2 separate regions of the Mus musculus genome follow, and region 2 is linked to region 1. The links are chromatin contacts, called in public HiChIP or PLAC-seq maps. All regions are on one chromosome and are shown on one strand. The core of a region is the stretch at or near the end of the contact, and the rest is flanking DNA. Distances in the headings are between cores, read along the strand shown. Region 1 has its middle 41 kb from the start of Hpgd. Region 2 holds the start of Hpgd (hydroxyprostaglandin dehydrogenase 15 (NAD)).

Region 1 (6,781 bases), core at 2,724-5,223:
CTTGCTCAACCATGTTCATGGCTCCTCTATTTATAGCAGAAGTTAAAAATGACCTAGATGTCTTTCATCAGAAAAATGGAACAAAGAAAATATGATACATTTACACAGTGAAGTCAACCATTAAAATAAACAAAAGTCATAAAATTTGCAGGTAAATGATAGAACTCAAAAAATAACCCTGAGTGAGGTAACACAGATCAGAAAGACAAATATATGTATTTTCTTATATATGGTTATGAGCTGTTAAGTCAATGATAACCAACCTACAATGTATAGAACCACAAAGGTTTAGTATAGAGTAAGAGACTAGTGTGTGACAGATGTCCATACAGAAGGGAAATAAAATAAACAGATAGTTATGGATGGGTGGGGTGTGGATGGAACAGAAGGAACAAGTGGGGACAAGTAGGGAAGAAAAGGATAAGGGAAGGAATACAGGGAGAGATAGTTAAAATTAAGGGCCATTTGAAGGGTGGTATGGTAACCTAATACAGTAAAGCTTCCTAAAATATATACACATATAAAAGGTGATCTAAATGAAACAATGGGGTTAACAAGAGTCCCAAGTGAACATGTTTTGTAACCAAACATAGGTTTTAGTACTTGGATTGGGTTACATCTAATTGAGTTGCTAGACAATGGAGACATGGGAATCACCAAACAACCCAGACTATTACCAAGATAATAGACTGCTATCCACATTTGGTGGCAAGGCCCACTGCTGAACACACCACCTATACAACTTACTGGACATGCAAAAGTCCATCTGCTGCTTACATAGAGCCTTCATTCTTACATAGAGGAAGGAACTCTTCATGTTATTAAAGAGCTAGCCACAAACCTACAGATCTACAACGATGTCTTGTCTGCAGGATATGCCAGGACAATGGTGGCACAGAGCTTGTAGGAGTATCCAATGAACACCTGATTTGACTTAAGATCCAGTCTATAAGATTGAATCCATTCATGATTGAAGCTGCTTGGGTGACCAAGAACCTGAGACTAGATAGCTCAGGGACCTAGAGTAAAACCAAATACTACTTACTGTTCTATAAAACAACAAACATAGCAATAAAATGACTCCAAATGACATTCTTGTGTACTCATAAATCAGTGTCCTGCTCAGCCATCATCAGAAAATCTTCCTCCTGCAGCAGAACGGTACAAATACAGAAATCCACAGCCAGACATTATGCAGAGAGCAGAAGACTTTGGAAAATACAGCTCTAAAGGGGCTGTTTCCGTTAAACCTCTACCCTTACTGTCTCTATGTACCTCCAGAGCTGGGATTACAAGTATTTAGAGGAGCATCTGGGGTCTCATATGGCTGCTGTACACTGAAGTCTGGTCCTCATCATTAAAGAGCAAGTGCTCTTAAATGTTGACTCATCTCTCCAGCCTTGCATTCTTTTTGCTTTCTGCCATCTGTTAAATTTGTTGTTTAATTCACCGCTTTTTCATCGATGGACTTTTCTGTACTCTCTAGAAATGAACAAATTTCATTTCTGATATTTCATACATAAATATTACTTTTTCATTTCAATTTTCTGTAATTTTATTGTTATATTTCTGAGAGATGTGGCATTCATCTGAAATATTATCTTTGAATTAAGTTTTAAATAAAAATGTTATTGTGTAGATAATTATCAATTTTTAGATATTTGTTTCAACCATTGAAGAACACTGTATGTACAGTTCATCTACTATGTTATTTTTCAACTTATAATACTCAGTAAAGTTGTGGGCTTATACGTAACACTTATTTCAAATATCCAAATATATCTTTTTAATTTTCAAAAACTTAATCAGATTACATAATTATACCACTTCCTACCATTCCCTTTTTTAATCTAGCCCCCCAAAACTGATATTATCTTTTTCTTTGATTAATATTTTAAATACATTTATTAATTTAAATATAATTTGCTGAGTCTATATAGTATTACTTACAAATATATTATTTTAGTGATGACTTTTATTAGATAACCAATTAGAAGGATCATCCCTGGGAAAGACTTTCTCCCTCTCTTAGCAGGCATTGGTTTCTGTTAGTTCTCTATTTTTTTTTTTTTTTTGACCCTTTTAAATGTAGCATGCCTACTGGTGTTGTCCTTTTTTGGATTTTCTTAACTTTTAAATTTGATTCCTCTTTTTCACTAATTTATCTGTGGTATGAAGTTTCCCTGCAGAGGAAGAAAGACAAATTTTCACTCCAGAAAAAGCACCAACAACAGACTAAAGAAAAGATCCCAACAAAATCTAGAATGGTTAAGAAGTGATTCAGTTTGGGATGACTGACAGAAGCAACAGCAAGTTATGGGTGGGTAAATCTCTGAAAAGTAACTCTCTCACCCCACAGCAAACTGCTTCTATAAACCTGGGGGTGGGGGGAGGGATACTATTCTCTCTGCTTTATGATGGAACTCAGCTCTTCTAAGTAACTGCACAAGACCAGAGCTGAGTTTTCAAGAGGGGGACAGCAGGTCATGCCCAGAGGACAGAGTTCCACAAAGTATTTAAGTATAAATGGAGACATTTTATGCTTTGGCAAATACCTCAAACTATTTATTTTGTCTTGTAAGCTATTAAATTAAATAATATCACAAAATGTTAACCTGAAATAACTGTCTTCAAAATATAAAACAGAAATGAAAGGTAAATTGCCATCCTCGCAATCCAGTGATTCCTCACTACTACCTCCTAAGTCATTTGCAGTACAGCATCTCAATCATAATTTATTAGAGATAAATAATGGATATTTGTGCATTTATTAAAAGATGAAAAGGTCTACTTGCTATCCCCTAATAATTGATTTCCTGTTATCAAGACATTTCATAGTATAAGCTTGTTTGAATTCATGTTCATTTTAAGCAAAGTGCAATGTGTCTTGGAAATTCAAAGAACAGCTAATGAATGGCTATGACAGCATGCATTTAGTTGGCTCAAGTTTCTTTATTCTTTTGAAGTTCTGTGGAGAAAAAAAATGAGATGAGATGATTCAGACAGGAGCTGTCATACTTTTAACTGTGCTCTCATTTTTTTGTTAACACGCCTCTGCTCTGTTAATTCTAAAACTGGGCTAAAGTCTGAAATCCCATTCTCTCTAAGTCATTTTCTCTCATTTGTTCTTTTAAATAATTTTATCAAAAATCCACTACCATTGGTAGAGATGGATGGTGGAAATAAATTCTTTATGTTTTATAGTATAGTAGAATATTTTAAACAATCTAAATGTTTTACAGTGTAATGCAGAACAATTAATTTGACAGGATAATTCAGGGAGGGTACAGAATATTCTCAGTATATATAAATAATAAAGTCTGAGGTCATATATATGATAGTTATTCTGACCTAATTATTACACATTCTCTACACATATCGATTATAGTCTTTATATTTCTATGCACCAGTGAAAAGTAACAAAGTATCTTTAAAGACAATTTTTTTCTTTTTTTCTTGGTTATTTTATTTATTTACATTTCAAATGTTATCATCCTTCTTGATTTCCCCTCTGCAACCCCCCTAACCCATCCTCCATTGCCCTCCTGCCATGAGGGTGCTCCCCCACCCATCCACTCTCACCTCACTGACCTAGCATTTTCCTATGCTGGGCCATCAAGCCTTCACAGGACCAAGGGTCTTCCCTCCCATTGATGCCAGATAAGGCCATTCTCTGCTGTTGGAAGCCGACCATGGCTCACATGAACGGAGTTTCACCTGGAAGGCAAGCTGGGGCTGAAAAGAGAGGAACTAGGCGGTTGAGAGAAAAATGGAGCTAAGTCAAGATTCCTGATCAAAGCTTAAATTTTTAATGGCAAATGCAGTTATAAAAGGGGGTGGGGGGAGGGCAGGCCCATTTTCTTCAGTTCATTCTTGGAGCCTGGAACCAGCTGCAGGATAGGGTGTAGTCTCCAGAATAGCTCAGCTGCCTCCCAGCAGGTAGCAGTACCTTGAAGGGGAACAGAGGCCGTGGCTGAACAATAGAGTGATCTTGGGAGGAAGGCTCCACCCTAGGTAATCTCCTTATTGGCAGCAAGGTCAAGGTCTAGCTTAGCCTGCTTCAGGCTGGGGGAGGTTACAATTTCCCCCTGTTATTAATATTAAAAAAAAGCTGGACTGAGGCATAAAATTTATTTATGCTCTATAGTCCTGCTTGGGAGGTATGGTGGCTGATGACTATGCCTGTCTTAGGAAATCTTAGATCTTCCCAAACCATCCAATTCCATCTTGGAGGTTATGTAAAGCTTGTTTGTGTTATATTTCATACAAAACATGGCTCTGTGGTGTGTTATCAACAGCCACGGCCTTTTGGCATGTACCTCTGTCTTAGATTGGTATGGTTCCAAGATCTGGGTGCCCGTCTTTGACTGTCTGGCCCTCATTAGCACACCTTATTCCCAATTCAGACCAAAGCCACAATATGTACTTAGAATGCTTCTTCATGAAGATTAATAACTGTCACCTGCGGTGTTTGAGGTGAGGCTGCACACCTGCTGCAGTCAGGCTGAGGGGCATTGACTAACCTGCTTGAAAAACAATGGGAAACAGTGAAAAGCAACAGTTCAAAAGCTTCTTTGGGGAAGTCCAGGTACTCCATTCAATTGCAAATTAGCAATGATCTAGCTTAGCCTTAGAAATCCTTGTGAGGGGAAGGTAGCTGTGAGAATTGCAGAAAGGCTGCAGCTTCTCTGGGAGTGGAGGCTGTGCTCTAAATTAACTTTTCGGCTAAAGAGAATTTTTAACCATAATCAAGGCTAGAGTCATACTTACTAGAAGATTCAGAATCTGTGTCCAGTTGACGAACTAATCTTTCAGGCAGCCATCGCGTTCCATATTCTTTTTGTGAAAAAACACAGACGGAGCCCCTTCCCCAGATTAGGATCAGGTCTGGACCCTTCCATTCATTAGTTAATGGGTCCCACCATTTTACCATGGCATAAGAACTAGAAGTAACTGGATGCCAGTGACAATCTACTGCAGACTGACATTTAACATCAGTTTGCAAAAAATTTAGAACAAATAAAGGAAGAGCAAGAAGTGCCTTTGGTGACCTTGGGGGATATAACTGCCCCTGTTTGTTTGTTTGTTTGTTTGTTTTAAATTAGGTATTTATTTCATTTACATTTCCAATGCTATCCCAAAAGTCCCCCACACGCTCCCCCATCCACTCTCCCATCCACCCACTCCCACTTCTTGGCCCTGGCATTCCCTTGTACTGAGGCAGATAAAATTCGAACAACCAATGGGCCTCTCTTTCCACTGAAGGTCTACTAGGCCATCTTCTGATATATATGCAGCTAGAGACACGAGCTCCGGGGGGGGGGGGGGTATTGGTTAGTTCATACTGTTGTTCCTCCTATAGGGTTGCAGATCCTGTTAACTCCTTGGTTACTTTATCTAGCTCCTCCATAGTGGGCCCTGTGATCCATCCAATAGCTGACTATGAGCATCCACTTCTGTGTTTGCTGGGCCCCTGCATAGTCTCACAAGAGACAGCTATATCAGGGTCCTTTCAGCAAAATCTTGCTAGTGTATGCAATGGAATCAGCAGTTTGAGGCTGATTATGGGATGGATTCCAGGATATGGCAGTCTCTAGATGGTCCATCCTTTCGTCTCACCTCCAAACTTTGTCTCTGTAACTCCTTCCATGGGTGTTTTGTTCCCAATTCTAAAAAGGGGAAAAGTGTCCACACTTTGGTGTTCTTTCTTCTTGAGTTTCTTGTGTTTCACAAATTGTATCTTATATCTTGGGAAATCTAAGTTTATGGGCTAATATCCACTTATCAGTGAGTACATATCATATGAGTTCTTTTGTGATTGGGTTACCTCACTCAGGATGATGCCCTCCATGTCCATCCATTTGCCTAGGAATTTCATGAATTCATTTTTTGAATAGCTGAGTAGTACTCCATTGTGTAAATGTACCACATTTTCTGTATCCATTCCTCTGTTGAGGGGCATCTAGGTTCTTTCCAGCTTCTGGCTATTATAAATAAGGCTGCTGTGAATATAGTGGAGCATGTGTCTTTCTTACCACTTGGAACATCTTCTGGATATATGCCCAGGAGAGGTATTGCTGGTTCCTCCAGTAGTACTATGTCGAATTTTCTGAGGAACTGCCAGACTGATTTCCAGAGTGGTTGTACAAGCTTGCAATCCCACCAACAATGGAGGAGTGTTCCTCTTTCTCCACATCCTTGCCAGCATCTGCTGTCACCTGAATTTTTGATCTTAGCCATTCTGACTGGTGTGAGGTGGAATCTCAAGGTTAATTTGATTTGCATTTCCCTGATGATTAAGGATGCTGAACATTTTTTCAGGTGCTTCTCAGCCATTCGGTATTCTTTGTTTAGCTCTGAGCCCCATTTTTTAATGGGGTCATTTGATTTTCTGGAGTCCAGCTTCTTGAGTTCTTTATATATATTGGATATTAGTCCCATATCTGATTTAGGATAGGTAAAGATCCTTTCCCATTACTTTGGTGGTCTTTTTGTCTTATTGATTATGTCTTTTATCTTACAGAAGCTTTGCAATTTTATGAGGTCCCATTTGTCGATTCTTGATCTTACAGCACAAGCCATTGCTCTTCTATTCAGGAATTTTTCCCCTGTGCCTGTATCTTTGAGGCTTTCCCCCACTTTCTCCTCTATAAGTTTCACTGTCTCTGGTTTTATGTGGAGTTCCTTGATCCACTTAGATTTGACCTTAGTACAAGGAGATAGGAATGGATCAATTCGCATTTTTCTACATGTTAACCAGCAGTTGTGCCAGCATCATTTG
Region 2 (6,781 bases), core at 1,352-3,851, 42 kb before region 1:
AGTTCAAAGAGGGCGTCACCTAACCTTAGGAAACTCGGACTTCTTAAAGCAGTCTCTTATATACTTCTAAAGATTTGACAAGTTCCATGGTCATTTTCAATCTATCTCTATTACTTCAGACTGCAGCCAACTATCTTTTTTCTTTCCTATGGAAGATGTGTATTCTTAGGCCTGCAAGTGAACATATGGGTTCTTTGAAATAGATAGATCAACCCAAAATTTATCTTGACTGAAATAAATTCAAAAAGTTATTAACAACCATCAAAGGTGATTGTTAAGCATATTGACAAAGCTTTGCATAAGCATCATTTTATACTTACTAAGCCAAGCCGGAAACCAAAACTAAAAGTGATATATAGTGATATTATATATATCATTTATATTTCAGTGCAACTTTAAAACAGTTCCTTAAGTCGTAAATTGGTTCCAGCAAATGTCTAGGTTTCATGTCTAGGTTTAATTTTCTTCCCTCCTGGAAGCCACTGGTTAGACTTTTACTAAAGTGTCCTATGCTGTCTGCTGTCTGACATCTCATTGAGATTTCAGCTCAAGTGACTTAGAAGTTTAGCTCCTTCTGTCATGTACATGCTATGATCCTCTTTATAATTTGTCTGAACATTTTGTGCTATTCTGGTTTGCTGATTTTCACCATAACGTATCTAGATGGGCTGCAGGAACCCTTTCAGCTCTGTGTCTTTATGAGCCCAATGTATCTAAACAGTCTTAAAAGTTGTGGGCAGCCCTAAGTTCTGAAGTTTCAAGAATCCTTTCCTTTTATGTATGAGGGTCTCTAAACAAGGTGGGGACTTCTTATGATAGACAGGTCTTCTGGGCCATTTACTGTGTGCTTGAGGTTCCTTCACAATCACTTAATGTTTAAGGAATATATTCGTAGACATGATACTCATTTTAAATACTGGCAGAATAACACATTAAATACCATGCGTGAAGCCATATAATTTATCTTTACTGGTCCCTAGTCCAGTAGCATGAATGTTGGGACTGGGCATGACTGTCATTGAAACTAAATGATATAGTATCAATAAAACCATTCTCTGGCAAAGGATGTTCTATTATGACTTCTCTTAAAGATCTCTTCTACTCATAAAGGCTACCTCTACTATCGGACAGATTAGCATTTTCAGATGTTAATGATGTTCTCTTTAATCCAATTACCCCTATCTTAGGTCCACTGTCTTCTAATGGATCCGTCCATTTTTATTCATAGGGTATATTCTAAGATGTAAGAAACCTAAGATCTCAGGATTCCATTGATAGACACTGTAGAGCAGGTTGGGTTTGTATTCTGACTTCCAGATTAAAAAGGTGCCTACCGATTTACTTTGTTTATTTGAACAATGCCCTTTGAAACATCTTTTTTTTTTCTATATTTTCCTGGAGAAATTATCTTTAGGGAAATCCTTTGAGCCCTCTATACAGCCAGTGTGCATTGCTGATGACAATATTCTTCCTGACATTTCACAAGTAGATGGATCTATTTTAAGAGACCACAGAAAAACAGGAAAACATTGGGGAAAAGCGATAGAGCCTTTTCTTCTTTAATTCTAAAGAAGAAGAAATTTAACGCCATACAGTTATTATTTTAAGTGCCATCTTAGAGGGGAAACCGAGCAAAGATCTGGCTAAAAGCAATTGCTTTGCCTGTGACCATGACCTGGAACTTGGCGTCTGAAGTGTCTAAGCGAAAGGCACGCTGAGTTTGATTGTTATTGGAGAAGTCTTCCAGCTCTCTGAGAACTGCTTGCCATAGTTCCGCAGCCTGTCCCCCTCACTGGGTAATTAACTGTAGCAGCACTGTCTTCGAATACACAAAAGATTTGATTACATTCTGTGCTGCCAAGTGGCTAAAACAGAAGGATTTCTTAGGCAGTCCTGTCTTACTTTTTATGTCCATTGGGTTATCAGAAAGAAGCACAGAAATTCAAACTATCCATTGGAGTTAGAAGGTCACAGCTTCCCGTGAGAGAGCGTTGCTGGCTCTCAGCCTTGTCTGCTCCTACCTGGCAGTCAGGTTGCTGCTTGCACAAGGTGTGTTCCCGAGTCTATGGATTGATTCCCCAACGTCTTACCTCTCAGTTGTTTCTGGTCAGCCACATCACACTGGACGAACAGTGTCTTCTGAGGTTCGAACTGCTCATCTAGGGCAGCTTTACATTTTACACCTGCCTCAAGATTCCAATCCACCAATGCTACCTACAAACAAGAAAAGAGGGAGCGGGTCTCCTATGAAGGAAACAGCCGCCACCAAGCCACAGACACACAAGCAATGGATAAAAAAGACGCTCCCTTCTTAGACCTCAGAATGTGCTCATCCAAGTTCGGGTTCTCTGCCAGCAGCGTTGGAGGTCGGCTTGCGAGCCTGGGGCTCGGCACCCCAGGGGCTCCGGCGGCGTGTGGGTGGACACGGAGAAGTCCTTACCTTGGCGCCATGGAGCAGCAGAGCCTCAGCGAAGGCTTTGCCTATGCCCTGTGCCGCGCCGGTCACCAGAGCCACTTTGCCGTTCACGTGCATGGCGGGTCGCGTCTCTGCGGGTGGTGGGCGAGCTCAGAGTCTGGACGCCGCAGCAGCTTTTATAGCCCACTCCGTGCGCGTGTGCAGCGGCCCTAGGAGCTCTCTTGCCAGTGGGCGGGGATGAAACTGTCAAGCCAGCGCCTAGGAAACCGACATTGTGTCACCTGCCCCTGAGCACCAGGGTAGGGTCGGCGCACAAGGTGATCTTTGCCTTCTAGGCTTTCAGCTGTTGCAGATTCCCCAGCAGGAATTTTCCCCAAGCCTCTGGCTGCATGAACACAGTGAGCTAAGAGAGGAAAAGCTGAAAGGAAGGAAGACAAACTTTCTGGAAAAGTTTCTTGAACGACTCAAAAGTTAATCTTACAGGAGAGAAGAGAAGAGGCTTGGAAACTTGGATTTCTCCTCACAGCCTCAATAAATATTAAATTAAAAGCAAGCAAAAGAAGGAATCAAAAACAATATTTTAAGGGGCGTTGCTGTGCACGTGTGTGTGTGTGTGTTAAGCTTTTTCATAACTTCTCATTTCATAAACAAATATAGTTATGGGCTTGGGGTGAGTGAGGATAACGCTTTTATTTACTGACGTTTTGTACAAACAGTGAGCACAAGAGTTTAATTTTGCTCTGACTCCCAAAACCTGAATCGTGTTCCAACGCCAGAGTTTTAAGAATCTTCCTGGAGTTTCTGTCTCAGATCAGTGTCCATTGTGTGTCATATTGAACTGTCCTTAGTCATGCCAGCATCAGTGGTAGCCTTGCATATTGTGATTTTGATGGAAGTTTACTTGCTGGACCACCTTGGCTCCTATGGCTCAGTAATCCAGATTTGGTATTGAGGTCCCCAGACCTGCAGGAACTGGAGCCCTGACTTTATGCCAGGGTGACTGTTTGCCAGGACACGAGTCCACTGACTAAGTCCCTTTCTCACGTTCACAGCGGCAGGCTTCAAAGTGCGTTCTGTCAGTTTAATTCATTGGCATTTATTTTCAGGCACAAAGACATCTGAGCACGCGGGAAGCCCGAGATTAACAGCAGAATGAGTTCTTTGTGTACTTTGCCTGCTTAGTGAAGGAAGCCTTGGTGAATGTGCCCGGTTCCTCAGGGAAGTGTTTGGAGAGGCTGCAGAAAATACAGAGTTGGTGTTAAGCCAACTGGTTTCAAAGTTGCCTTGAAACTAGATCTTGAAAAAAAATGCTGAGAAGATAGGAACATATTTATATCCAGCATTGTACTGAGAAGGGGAAGTAGAGGCACTGTATTTTAATTTTTTCTTTATTCTAGAGAATTTCATGCACATATACAAGGAAATATGTCTTGCTCCCTCCAAGTTTCCTCAGATGCCCGAACAACCCCTCCTCTCTTATTGTTTTTTTTCTCCCAAGTAAACTGCTAAGTTCAGTTAGTCCTACCCGTATACATTTGGGTGTGGGACTCGTCACTGAAACTCACCAGTGGGTGTATGTAAGGGCTTGATGTTGAATGAGAACAGCAGAGACAAATAAGAAGAAGACAGGCAAATAACAGAAAGCCAGGGCTGAAGGCTTGAGAAAAAGAACACATCTTCACCAGGAAGGATTTGCCCAAAGCTAGAAAAACAAAGCAAAACAAACAAAACAAAAAACAAAAACAGCTACTGCACTATGAGTGAAGATGTCTGAAGAGCAGTGGCTTTGCAGCGCTCAACAGAGAGGAACCGTTCCAAAAGTCAAGTGGTCCCTAAAGCTTTGATGGAGATGAGCGCCACATTTGGCAAAAGGTTTTCAATCAGCTAGAGCAGTAATAGCCAGTATGAGTAAATTTAAAAGGCACAGCACCTGATGCGAAGTTTTAGGAGAAAGTGGCTGGTGAAGAGAGAGAGAGGTTGTTTTACTGTCAAGCCCATCATTATGGATCTAGGACCGGGTAGTCATTGGCGAGATTAGGAGGAGACTAAGTTTTCCTTTAAGAAAGGACAGGATTGGTTCAGACTAAAGAGACTGGTGTCATGAAAAAAAGAAAACAAAACCAAAACCAAACACCAAACAGCCAAACAGGAGTCTGAGGGTCTATGGTTGAGATTTCAGATGACGCGGAGGGTGTTGCTCTTCCCTTTATCGTGCCTCAGATTCCTGATTTGTTAAGTAAGACTTGAGCAACGCATGTGAAGCATTACCACAGGGCCTGGCACAGAATAATAGCGTAATAAGTATTAATCTTAACAAATTGTTTCTAGATTGTTCATAAATCACACCCGTGAGAGAAGGGGAAACAAGGACTTTTATTTTAAGCACAAAAGGAGATCTAAGGTTTCAAAATCAGTTCCCCTTAACCCTCCCTATCAATTCCCACCACCAATGGCTCCCTTCAAACCTTGGCTTTTGTGATAGCAACAGCACTTGGGCTGCTGAACTGATTTGCCCTTCAATTTCTGCTTCTGCGCTCAGACCAGGAAAAGTTCTAAAGGCATAGATTGACCCATGTTCCCCCACTGTAGTGATCAAAATTCTTTAACTCCAGGTACTGATTATGATGTAATCCACTCTGTACAGCTACCCAGTAGCCCCTTCCTACTTTCCCAGAAGCAGGATCAGTTACAACACACTCCAGTCTCTGCCTTCAAGGCCTTGCCCTGCCTGGCTTGCTCACCTCCATATCCCACCCCTCCATATTTCCTCCCCTTCATTCTCCAGCTACCAAATCCCTGTCCCAGAAAATCCAGCTCATGAATGACTGGAATGAGTTTACAATCTGAGGACCTTCATAGAAGCTTGGTTCTTTTTCTCTGCCTTCCAGTATCTGGCCTAAGTGTGTGTGTGTGTGTGTGTGTGTGTGTGTGTGTGTGTGTGTGTGTGCGTGTGTGTGTTCAGTGCATGCTGGAAGAAGAAAAACAGAGATAAACAGGAGTTATGCCAGGAGAAGATGAAAAATATTTCCTAAATGCTATGATTTTAGCCACTGTGTTGATTTTCTTTACATGTTAAGATCAGGAAAAAAAAGATATATTTTTTTTAAGAAAAAGATTTAAAATGTTTAATATATTTTATAAGTGAGTTACATTTGGGTTTTAAAATAACTACTGGTCATTGTGTATTCTTTTCTAAAAAATAAAAATAAGAATACCCAAACATTCTTTATGCTGTAAAGATGTTTTGACTCTTCTGTGGAGTTTGATAAATCTTATTTCCACTTCCCTGGGAATTGTGTGAATTGTATAATTAACTTTCATTTACATGAGCCACATTTGTCTACCACCCCAGCAAGTTGCTACTAAAAATGTGATTCATGTCTTGAAAGATGAGAAATTCAAGGCTTATCACTAATAAAACTTTTTGAGAACATTCTTAGGATTGCCTTTGCTTTTAAGCAAGATCTTCTGAAACCAAAATACTATGAAATTTAAGAAAAGATAATTATTCCCCAGGGAAACACAAGTATTAAATATTTATCAGTTTCTGGGGGTAGGGTCAGGTAGATATCTCAAAATAACTAATAGCTCAGACTTCCTGGGGCCACATCCAACACCCACTGCCCCATGACCTACAGCAAGTTATTTAGACTCCCCACTAGCTTCCTCACCAGCAAAATGAGAATAATGGGGGTACTTATTTCATAAAGCTGTTGTGAAGATCATAATAAGTTCAATAAATACAACTCAAGGGCACAGGCCAGTGACTGGCGCACAACACATAAATGCTATTATATTTAAGTACCATACATGTATAATTGCATCTATTATTTACAGCCAAACTCTGAGGTAGTTATTATTGTGAGTTATTTTACAGATGAGAGAAACAGGTTTGGGGAGTCTGGAAAACTTGGTTTAACACCTGCATCACTTATCTAGGAAACTGAAGGAGAAGGCTTTGACTTGGGTCTGGCTGATCTTTTGAGTAGAACTTTATTTTTTTCGAATAACCGTTTTATTTTGATAAAATGATCACGAGTGCACTTAATCATATCGAAATATGTTTGGTTAGTTTTATTTGTTCAATGTAAACCATGTAAAATGTAAACAATTTATTCACTGAAATAGACAAGCAGCAATAGAGTAGCCGCAGCAACATGGACATCAAAAACAAGACAGCAATTTGGGGTAACTCTGAGGTCTTGGCACTTCTACCTACAACTATCTGTCTTTCTAGAATTCCTGTGCTGGAAACGTAATTCTTAAAGTTATATGCTAATGGTATCTGGAGGTAGCATCTTTAGGAGGTAATTTAGATCTAAGAGGTCATGAGGATGGGCCCTCACCACTACATTAATGGCTCTG

Evidence for each region. HiChIP or PLAC-seq counts read pairs in DNA pulled down with a chosen protein or histone mark.
Region 2: an H3K27ac HiChIP or PLAC-seq map of embryonic stem cells shows a contact between it and region 1, with 13 read pairs. The contact joins the promoter of Hpgd here to the enhancer-like site in region 1. A contact is called at or near these places in 3 of 39 promoter capture datasets (embryonic stem cells and liver), 3 of 484 Hi-C or Micro-C datasets (embryonic stem cells and liver) and 3 of 115 datasets of contacts at active chromatin or transcription factors (all in embryonic stem cells).

The regions. Positions count from the first base shown.
Region 1 is chr8:56,249,698-56,256,478 of GRCm38.p6, reverse strand. No RefSeq gene overlaps it. Among named protein-coding and RNA genes, the nearest start is that of Hpgd, 41 kb to the left of the region's middle. Within about 2 kb of position 3,973, at least 14 of the 459 cell types and tissues checked have an H3K27ac peak or open chromatin away from gene starts, as enhancers often do. A contact at or near this core is called in embryonic stem cells, where this site is marked.
Region 2 is chr8:56,290,372-56,297,152 of GRCm38.p6, reverse strand. It overlaps Hpgd (hydroxyprostaglandin dehydrogenase 15 (NAD)), which reads right to left and starts at 2,601. Exons shown (of 7, transcript NM_008278.2): 1 at 2,441-2,601; 2 at 2,091-2,214. The coding sequence starts at 2,533.